Linked DNA regions of Anas platyrhynchos: region 2 is linked to region 1. A link is a contact called in public Hi-C data. All regions are on one chromosome and are shown on one strand. Each heading gives the region's core, a stretch centred on a gene start, on an enhancer-like site or on the middle of the called end of the contact. The rest is flanking DNA. Distances are from core to core; before and after follow the strand shown.

The links. Hi-C and Micro-C count contacts between places; a contact is called where the count stands out from the background.
Region 2: a Hi-C map of subcutaneous adipose tissue shows a contact between it and region 1, with 2.5 times the contacts expected there. The contact joins the enhancer-like site here to the promoter of TAFA2 in region 1. A contact is called at or near these places in 3 of 8 Hi-C or Micro-C datasets (liver, skeletal muscle and subcutaneous adipose tissue).

What each region holds. Positions count from the first base shown.
Region 1 is chr1:34,904,498-34,910,013 of IASCAAS_PekinDuck_T2T, forward strand. It overlaps TAFA2 (TAFA chemokine like family member 2), which reads right to left and starts at 2,352. Exons shown (of 8, transcript XM_027456517.3): 1 at 1,578-2,352.
Region 2 is chr1:34,979,134-34,984,649 of IASCAAS_PekinDuck_T2T, forward strand. All of the region lies in intron 7 of USP15 (ubiquitin specific peptidase 15), which reads left to right. Among named protein-coding and RNA genes, the nearest start is that of MON2, 33 kb to the right of the region's middle. Within about 2 kb of position 2,483, at least 2 of the 8 cell types and tissues checked have an H3K27ac peak or open chromatin away from gene starts, as enhancers often do. A contact at or near this core is called in subcutaneous adipose tissue, where this site is marked.

The DNA.
Region 1 (5,516 bases), core at 1,102-3,601:
TACCAGTAGCATATCTAAAATTAATACCACATTTTTGAAAGCCCCCTTCTGTTCAGACAACATGTGGAAACACTGAATAGTAATCCTGATCTGCAATTAACTAATTGAGCCAAGCTTTCCACTAAAATTGTGGTACTTGTATAGTTTATAACAGTAGCAGTACTGTAGTTTGGGGAATCAGGACTTTATGAAACCAAAAAACACATAGCTTTCAATATTGCCTCAGCAGTATCAGCTCCCCAAAATAATTTTTTCATAATGAAATTTATATGAATTACTTTACTACTTTTAATTACGCACAAAATAAATTAGAGACATCAATATGAAATGACTGTGCAATTACTGAGAAAAAGTGTAAGAGATGTAACCCTTGCAACCCCTGATAAAAACGCCTCTTTCCCAACTTCAGTTCAGCTATATTCACAGTACCATTGAACTGCTCGTTTTTAGTGCGTACCTTATGCTACAGAAAATAATTTTAATTTATCAATTTGACATCACTTAGGTCAGCCCATAAAGCAGCTTTGAAGTGTTAAACATATAGCAGGCTGAATGCTAATGTCTGAAGCCACTTGGTAAGACAGAGAAACCAGATAACAATTATCATTTAGTCAATAGTCATTTAAATGTATCCAGTGCTGCGAGAAGACCCTAAGACCCCGAATGCTTTATGGGGCTTCCAGGGATAGGGGCTGAGTATGTTTATTATTCAAATTGGCTGTTCTTCAAGAGTCAAAGCCCCGTTCCTTAAATACAGAGCTGGAGCCTGCTGGGGGGGACACTGGTGGCAGTGAAGTGCTTCGTGCCTTAAAAAAATACTGACAATCTCCGAGCAAAAGCTGGAAAGAGACAACTGTAAGTACACATACAATTTCAAGTGCTTCAAGCAATGATTTTAACTCCTGGTAAGAATGAACCACACAGCAGGGACATGAATGGCAACTCCTAACCAGGCAGTGCAAGCTAGTGCTTTTTATCCTTTGCCCAGATAACGGGGTGTCCGATCCTACAGTTCAAGGGAACAAAGCGGGTTATTTTAAAACTCACTCTTGCAAAGCTATAAATGGCAGGGAGCAAGGGAAGAGCCTTTCCACTGCAGAATACCGAACCTGTGGTGTATTTAGGAGGCAAATGAGTTCCCTGAAATGGAAAGAAAGCCACGCAGAGGGGCTGCATGCCCTACACACCACAAGTTGGGGAGCGCTACACACGGAAAGGGAGTCAAGACCCATCTCTTGATCGCTCCTGTTTTAAAGGATTCTCAAGGCGACTCCACGCTCTTTTAACCCCTGTCTGGAGCCGTCCGACAAAGCGTCCGGTCTCTGAAACCCCAAGTCCCCGGGGGCGCAGCGAGTGAGCGCCCACCCTTCCCTCACGAGCAGCGGGGCTGACAGACCCCTGGGTCCCCCAGCCCCCGCGGGTGAGGTACTTGGCCCGAATAAGAAGACCCCAAAGGATGAGGGAAAAAAAAAATAAATAAAAATAAAATAAAAATAAAACGCGGTGGGAGGGCGGCAGCTGACCCCCTCAGCCGGCCTCCCGCAACTTTGGGGCCCCACGGTGGTCGGCTCACCTACCTGCAGCCCCGCTCCGAGCTGGCAGCACCCCGCGAGCGGCCGCCTCCCGGCGAGGGGGAGCCCCGGCCTCACCGCCCCGGCATCGCCGGCGCCCGGGGGCATGGAGCGGCGCCGCGCCCGCCTCGGCTCCCCTTGGCTCGGCTCGGCACGGCTCGGCACGGCACGGCACGGAGGGGAAAGGCAGGCAGGCAGGCGGCCGTCGGTGCCCGGCTGTCCCCCGGCTGTCGGGGAACGGAGCGGGAATCCGGCTGGGAGGATGCGGGAGGGAAGGCGAAGTGCGTGGGGAGGGAGGGGAGACCCGAAGTGGCTCGGAGTATTTAAAAAAATAATAATAATAATAAAATAATCAAAACACGGAGAGGAGGAGGAGAAGTAGGGGCTGGCTGTGGGGCGAGGAAGTCCTGCAGCCTGGTGCGGCTCCGGCCCCTCCGCCAGCTGCGTGCGGTCCCGATTCAGCCCCGGCGGCGGAGGACGGGAGGAAAACCCGCGGCGTCCTGCAGCAATCCCTCCGTTCCCGCGGCTCTGATTGGCCTGCCTTCCCCACACGGCTCGCCTTCCCCTCCTGCTGCCTCCTTCTCCCTCTTGGGAAAAGTAATTGGAGAGCCGGAGCTTCACCTTCAGCACCAGCAGCAGCAGCAGCAGCTCCGCGCAGGGGCCGCCCAGCCGGGGGGCGGAGGGGGAGCCCGCCCTGCTCCTGCTCCTGCTCCTGCTCCTGCTCCTGCTCCTTCCCCTTCTCCTTTCTCCGCTCGTCGCCCCCCTGCCGAGCCCGCTTGGAGAGGGTCTGGCAGGCTGCGGGGCTCCGGCCGCCTGCCGCCCGCCCCCACGGCTCGGCTGGGCTCGGCACGGCTCTCCCTCCCCTCCCGTGCCCACCCTTCCCTTGCCGGGCAGCGGGCGGGGGGCTGCCAAGTTTCGGCACACACACACGTGGGAGGCGGCGGGGAGAAGAGGGGCACCCCCGCACCTCCCCCGGGACCGCCGCGATGGGGACACGGGGACGGGACGGGCAGGGGGGAGCCCGACGGCTCCCCCGGGGCGCGGGGCAGGGGTCGCGGCGGCTGGGGCAGGGGCAGGGGCAGGGTAGGGGCAGGAGGGACGCGGCGGCGCCGGCAGCCAAAAGCTGGACTGTGTCTCCCTCCAGAGGGAGAAGGGAGGCACTCCCGGCAGCGGGGAAGCCCGCTTTCCCCCGGCGGTGCCTGCCCGTGGGCTCCCGGGCTGGCTCCGTGCTGCCGGGCTTGGGGGGGTTTTAGGGGAATTTGTTAGGGGTCAGAGCCTGAAGGGCTCTTCTCCTCCTGCCCAAAGCCGGGAGAGCCCAGCGGTGGCTCGCCACGGCTGCTGATGGATGGGGGAAATGGTGGTGGCTGAGGATAAGTGAAAGCGCAGCTTGCTCCTTTACTGCAGCGTGGTTTGAGCCGTCTGAAGGGGGATGCAGAGAAGTGGAGGGGAGGGGGCCAGAGGTGGGCAGAAAGGGCCCTCAGTCATTCCAGTGATATCAAACAGAGGGCCAAAGTCTTGCTGTTCTCCCAGAATGCTTGTCCATTCCTAGGTTAAAATGGGAATGAATGCATGTTGGATTAAGTAGTGCTGATATACTTAATTATCCATCGTCTTTATATACATGTATATATTGTAATTTGCATAAGCATATTTTTCAGAAAAGAAGCCTTTGTTGAGCCTTTAGCTGTCATCCCGTCTTGTATGATGCTGATGGTCAACTCTGAGAAATGGAAGAGGGGAGTGAAACACTCTCCTGATTGTTATTCTTCACGCTAGAGTTTTTCTGTGTGAGTAAAGATCTGCAGAATGTTTGATTTTCTTTTTTTTTTTTTTCAAAGCAAATACAGACCTAAAGGTCCATGCAATCAGAAAGAAAAGTCAAAATAAAGAAAGAGTAAGGATGTTGACTACCTGGCACACAAGTAGGACAAAATACAGAGGCTGGTGTGGGAAAGGTTGCCTGGAAAATAACCTGGTGTGTGGTTGTCACAAACACTCTTGCAGCAGGCACTGCAGTACACATGCCTGGGTGTGTACTGGAGCCAAATTAAAAGCCTGTTTGGTTATAAAGATAAATGTGGTCTTACCTCATTCATTAGAAGCTGATACAATAACATCACACTTTCCCTAGTCAGTGGCTGTGTTTCTGCAATCACAAGCAGCTAAAACAACACAGAAGGAACTGAAACCAGATATGCAATTAGCAACGTAATTTCAGTATGTTGAGATAGACCAAAAATAATGTGAATCCACTGGGGCCAGATGCTCCTGTCCCACAAGTGCAAAATAACGGAGGACCCTGAATATGTAATAGAATAGGGTAGCTTTTACTGTCGCATGGGTCAATGTAGGGCCACAAACACTGTTACTAGATTAAAAGTAGCCCAAGTACACCAAAAATGCAACTACAGCAGCTAAAATGCAGCTACAGCAGCTACTGCACTTCAGACATAGCTAGCACCTTGTAATTATAGGAGCACATAGACCTATATTAGCTGCATGTATCATTACCCTGACTGTGTATGGTGAGACCAGAGAATACTCAGTAGTTTCATGCTGCTGCCCTGCTGTTACAAGAATTATGCAAACACATCTGAGACACAGAACTATTATAACCTAGTTAAAACAATACCAACAGGTCACATAAAAATAAATAAATACAAGGGGAAAAAAAAAAAAAAAAAAAACATACAAAGCAATGGATAAGTGACAACTTGTTCTGGATAATGTAATTATTTTTTATAGTGTGATGCTGCTGCACATGAGCAGTTGATCACTTTGCCTGACACGTGAAATTCTGAACATGTGCACAGTATTCAGGCACAGGTTGCGTGACACCATGCAGGAAGATGTTCTTTCAGGAAGATGTGCTTTCAAAAGCTTTTCTATGTACTTTCATACTAAGTCCAACACTCCTGGGAAGAACTGAAATGATCCATTACACCTATGCAGTACAGCTGGTTTTACAGATGCCTACTTAGTAAGTCTGACTCATCTCCAAAGGTGCATTTGTGCATGCTGTACATACACAATATGATAAATTTACCATTTTCTGGAAATACCAGATTGGCTGTCTTTTTCCTACGCGGCCTGTATTTATATCTTTCTGACTGGAAAATCCCCAACAGAATGCTGTGGCCTTAGAATGTAGCCCAGTTACAAAACACAGTTATTGTATGAATGTCCTCTCTCTCTTTCTTTCCTCATTTTGTTTAGTTTTTGAGTTAGTGTCACTACATCTTACTTTTCATCACTTTGTAGGGCTCTTCTACACACTGAAAGAAAAGTATAAAACATAAAAATGGGCATTGGCACTCACAACAGGTGTAATATTTGGAACAACTTCAGCATTTTCATTTGAAGAGGAACATCAGAGCATAAAAAGCAGGGAAATAAACATTTGTTTCAGAATGTAATAGTTGTATATATGTTGATCTAGTATATTTTTATATGTTCATTTTACCCAGAGGCAGATTTGTTTCTGAGCTTCTAAGCGGTGGAAAAGAAAATGTATATGTTGGTAGACACATGTAGATTTTGCCTCTAAGAACTGATAAGTTCACTAATGTCTACCCACAAGTTTGATCCTTTATCTTCACCATGAGATCCTTCCCCTCTCTTTACCCACCATGCTAGTAACTTATATTAATTAAAAGTGCCAGTGATGGCATTGCTTTTTAGATTAGTAGTTAGGTTGTCAGTTTCTCATTTGGTTCATAAAAAAATATTTTTTTACCTGGGCCTTCCATTGAGTTATAGGTAGTAAGATAAGCAGGAACACCTCAGCATAAGAGACCTACAGTGTCTTAGAGTCTGATGTACAGCATCAGATGTCCCATTTTGATCCCTCTTGAGTGTCAGTGCTCTCCCCCCAATGTATTTGAATGCTCCCCACAGTTTAGTGTACCTGCTGGGAGTGTTTCCACTCTGTCTTGGAGGTTGTTA
Region 2 (5,516 bases), core at 1,233-3,732, 75 kb after region 1:
CTTTATCCTGTTCAGGAAAGTAGTAGTTTCAGATACGTTTATAATCTAAGTTTATGAAGTTGCTGAAATTTGTTCAGAGAAGGAAATGTTCCAGAGATGCATAGCCTATGAAGGTTTTCTATCCTTTTTTTGGTATATAAAATCAAAGAATAATTTGGCTTTGAAGGGATCTCAGAATGATCATAGGTACAGTCTTCTGCATGCATCCATTCAGCATGCATCTGCATGTAGTCCTGTCACTGTGTACCTCTGAGAAGTGTCTGGCTCCACATTGTTCACAGCCTCCACGGAGGTCCCCCACAGAGGGACCTCCACGGTTTATATAAATGTGCCGAAAAGCAGCTCATGAAGTTCAGCAAGGAGAAGTGTGAAGTCCTGCATGTGGGCAGGAAAAGCCCCAGACATCAGTAATTGTTTGGGGCTACACTTGTCAATGTGTATAAATACCTGAAGGGAGGATGCAGAGAAGTCAGAACCAGTGGTGCCCAGTGCTGAGACAAGAGGCAGTGGGAACAAACTGGAAAACAGGAGGTTCTGTCTAAACATCAGAAAGCACTTATTTACTGTGCAAGTGACTGAGCACTGGCACAGGCTGCCCAGAGAGGCTGTAGAGCCTCCTCCTTGGAGCTCTTCAAAAGCCACCTGGAAGTGGTCCTGGGCAGCCTGCTCTGGGTGTCCTTGCAGGGTATTGGACCAGATGAGCTCTAGAGGTACCTGCCAACCTCAACCCTTCTGTGATTCTATGAATAAAATTCTATATGTAACCTCTCTTGATTATTGAATTGCATCATCATACTACTTACTTTAAAGTAAAAAATTAAGAATATGTTTTTGTGTCTAGTGAGTGAGCCAGAATCAACTTAGAGGCTTCAGAATATTCTTAGTACGTAGCAAAACATTTTTTTAATGAAAGTTTACTTCTCTATCAGGCTAGACTGATTAAAAACAAAGCTAATTTTGATTGTAATTTGAATTTGTATACATGTAGATATAAAAACTTTGAGGTGAGAATGATTAGCATGGGTTGTTGTGCTTAGGTATCTTATTCAGCTTATTACACTTTACATCAGCATCCCACTGTGTTAACAGGATTTCGAAAATACGTTCTGATGTTTACATTCCAAAACAAGCCAGCCTTCGTTGCTTTTCAGTTCTATCCAAAGAATTGAGTGTTTAAATAAGAATTATAAGAAACTGTAGTGTAAGTGAATAAACAGAATTTTGCTGATTCACAAGACAGTGCCATGGTAAGAAAATTAAAAGGACTCGTGTTTTTTGAGCAATGCAGCTTTTAGTTTGGCTTGCTACCATTCATTTGTCCTTGGCAGTACATTTATTTCAAATGCATTACTCGGCAGCTTTCTTTGCAAGGAAGTGTGACGTATCTTTCAGTTCTATCTACTATATCTCTCAAGGAAAGGATTTTTCAGAGTTTAATGTTATCCAAGAAATCCATGAAAATGCTTTTTATTGGGAGTATGACATGTTATTAACACGCTGCAGTTTCATACACTGCAAAGTCTGCTGTCTTTTTCCTTTTGCAACCACTTAAATTTTGCATTTTTTCCAATTATGTTTTCAGTTACACAGAAACCGTAGATTTTCCCGTGTTAATTTGCCATTACTTCTATCTTCTACTGTTAATGGGTTAACATTTGTTTATTCGGGCTAAAGGTATTTAGTGCTTGCTTAGTAATGTGTAATGCCTATGGCCAAAGCACTGTGAACACATTTGATCTTGGAAGCAAAGAGGGGATGGGCTCAAAGAGGGGGTGTGTTGATTGGAAACGAGGGAATTGTGCTTGGGAATATTGGATGCTGTAGTCTTTGATCTGGATGATGGAGTGTGCTGTATTTGTTGAGATGTGATACAAAACCGGTAGTAGAGGCTGACACACCAGATGGGTGTGCTGCCATTCAGAGGGATGGAGAAATGGGCAGACAGGAGCCTCCTCAAGTTTCATACAAGGAAATGCAAAGTCATGCATGTGGCAAGGAATAACCTCGGCACCAGTACATGCTGAGAGAGGAACGGAGGCCCACCATCTGGAAAGCAGCTTGGCAGGGAAGCACCTAGGGTCCTGTTTAACAAAAATCCAAGCATGAGCCAGCAATGTGCCCTTGGGGCAAAGGAGCCCACTGACCTCCTGTGCTGTATTAGGAGGAGCACTGCCAGGAGGTCGAGGGAGGTGAGCCTTGTCCTCTTCTCAGCACTTTGCCCTGACGAGACACACCTGGAGTGCTGGGTTCAGTTCTGGGCTCCCCAGTACAGGAGAGACCTGGGCATACTGGAGCAATTGAAAGGTGACAAAAGATGATTAAGGAACTGGTTAACTCTGTCATTAAATAGTTTGATGTAGAGTTTTAAGTGCTGGAATAATTTCCAGTTACATTCATGTATGTTCTGTTGCAAAAGCTCTGTCTTGATCCCTTCCATTCAGTCGGCGCTGAAGTATATCCAGTGTAGCTTCCTTGAACAGAAACAGTTTATCCACTTCTGCTGATTCCCACTTTTTTCTGCTCTTCATTCTATCCGCCCAGCACTGAGAATGTATTTTCTGAAGTATTGCTGTGCTGCCACCTGTGGATCTTTCCTAAGTATTGCTTTGCCCTATTGTGTGATAATAGCATTAAGATCTCAGTGGGTAAAGTTTTTTTTCTTTTGCTGTGAAAACCTGAGAATTCCCAGTTTACATTTTGTGAAGCAAAAACAGGAGAAGAATTAAAGTATTTTTGTAAACAAAAACACTTTATAAGTTTATATATATATTTATTTATTTATTTTTGCCATCACTATGATTATGCATACTTTTAAACAGCAGCTGTTGAGAATTTTGAAATGAAGTATTTCAGGAAATTTCTTTCTTCAGAAAGCTGAAAGGCATTCCTTCTAAGGTTGGTTCATAGAATGGCTTGGGTTAGAAGGGACCTTAAAGATCACCTAGTTCCAAGCCCTGCCATAACCAAGGGCACCACCCACTAGATCAGGTTGCCCAAAGCCCCATCCAACCTGGCCTTGAACACCTCCAGAGATAGGGCATCCACAGCTTCTCTGGACAGCCTGTTCCATTGCCTGACCACCTTACAAGTGGAGTTTCCTCTTAACCTCTAATCCTAAATCTCCTGTTTCAGTTTAAAACTGTTCCCCCTTGTCCTGTCTTTATCTCATTGAGGAAAAGAGTCGCTCTTTTTTATAAGCCTCCTATAAGTACTGAAAAGCCACAATGAGGTCACCCCAGAGCCTGCTCTTCTTTAGGCTGAACAGCCCCAGCTCTTTCAGCCTTTCTTCGTAGGAGAGGTGCTCCAGCCTTCTGATTATCAATGTTACAGCAATGATTTTATCCAAACAAAACAATGCTTTTCACCAAAACGTGAAATGAGTACGTTTTTATTGTTCTGTCTCAGTTGCCATAGGCATACAGACTCTGGGTTAAAGAGTGCATTAGCTGAATGTTTTTGTCACCACATCTGATACTAAGCTCTTCAGACAAAAGTAGGACAGACAGGTGTAAAGTAATTCACCTTTTCTTCTACAACTGGGATCTCTTTTTCAGTCAGTCAGCTCTTGGTCTCATATTAGGCAACTGAAATAGGAAATTTTAGTGTCCCTTGTGTAAAACTTGTATTAAGTAGGGCAGCTCAAGAAGCATGATACCTATATGAATACCCAATGTTTAGCTTAATTTCATGATCTCATTGTCTCCTCATTTCCACAGTTTACTGGCATAATAGGTAATTTGCTTTGAAGTTTTATTATCACTCCCATATAATATCCCCTCTGAGATGTGAATAAGTATTTCCTGGTTACCTTAGTATCATAGGATAATGCAGATTAGAAGGGACTTTAGGAGGACACTGGTGCAACCTCCAGCACAAAGGAAGGTCAGATTTGAGGTCAGAGTGTTACCAAAGGTTTTACCTGGTTGGGTTCTGAAAACCTCCAAGAAGGGAGGCTGCACAACTTCTCTGGGCAACTGGCTCCACTGTTTACTGTCCACATGGTGAAAACTTCTTACCTTACATTGAAAAAAGAGACACTGAGGATCTAAGCCCATTGCTTATTGTCCTCCCACTATTTAACACTGTGAGGAGCCTGGTTCCATCTTCGCGTTAGCCTCTCTGTAGGTACTGGGAGGTTGCTGTTGGGTCCCCCTGAAACAGTTTCTTCTCCAAGCTGAACAAGCCTTGATGCTTCAGCATCTCCCCACAGGGCAAGTGCTCTAGCCCCACTGACCGTCATGGTGGCTCTCTTTCTTCATACATTTTCCTTTTTTATCAGTTAAACAATCAGGTCCTTGCAAGTGTAAGAGTGTTCCAGTATTTAAGGTATGGTTTTAGAGCAGGATAGCTTGACTTTTTAGTTTCAACCCATGTGGAAGTTTGGACGGACATGGATGACAGGTAGAATCACTAACAAGATAATAGTTTAGTGTTGGAATTAAAATATTCCAGTGAGACTACAGAAATAATATGCATTGGGCTTACATGGCAGGGTTTTGTTAGTGGTGGGCTGCAGGGCTGGCCTTTGTGAGAAGAGTCAATCAGTTGCCCCATAAAGGCATCATAGTAAGAGCCAGTTTCTGGCCAGTTTCTGCTGCATGTGGGCAGCCCCCGCAAGCTCAGGTTGGGAAGGACGGCATCCTGTGGGAGGGACCCCACAGGGAGCAAGGGCAGAGAGGGACTGTGAAGGAGTGGCAGAGATGAAGTGTAGAGACTTTACCACAGCCCCCATTCCCTGGTCCCCTGCGGTGCCGGGGAAGAGGAGGTAAAATAGGGTAGATGGGGGAAGGTGTTTTTAGTTTGCTTTTAGTTCTTCACTGCTCTAGCTTGTTAGTAAGAGGTAATAAATTACATTAGCCTCCTTGTGCTGAGTCTGTTTTGCCTGTGACAATAATTGTTGAACTGTCTTTATCTCAAGTTCTTTTCATCACATTGTCTCCCCCGTTCCTTTTGAGGAGGGGGAGTGAGAGAGCAATTGTGGTGGAGCTCAGCTGCCCAGCTGGGTAAAACCACCACAGTAAAGCACTAAAAATAATCTTTATTGTTCAGCTTCCTGTGCTTCTTAATGCTTCCCACACACTGCCAGTTACACCTGTGCTTTCTAAACAGCAGACTCTGTATGTCTTTATAAATTTTTAGCTCTCCTTTTTGACTCAGTAATTTAGAGTATTTATGGGCTGTTCCTGTGCACGTACATCAACAAGGAGCACAGTGTTGCATAATGCAGCTGATGCACAAAGTGCACAAAGCATTGTTTTGTCCAGTTGCATTGTTTGCTCTACATTTCTTAGAGGTTGATTATGATCCTCTCATACTGATGATGTAAGTAGTCGCTATCTGCAGGTTGTTCTGCTACAGATTTTTTTTTTCCTTTTTCGAAGTAATTAATATGCAGTGTGGGACTCTTAATTCCAGTATTAACCTTTGTCATGTTGAAGGCTGATACTTCTTCTGTGGCTTGTCTTATAGTTGGTCATTGGTCTTGGAGTTTCTGCATTGTTGTATTCTTTTTTTTT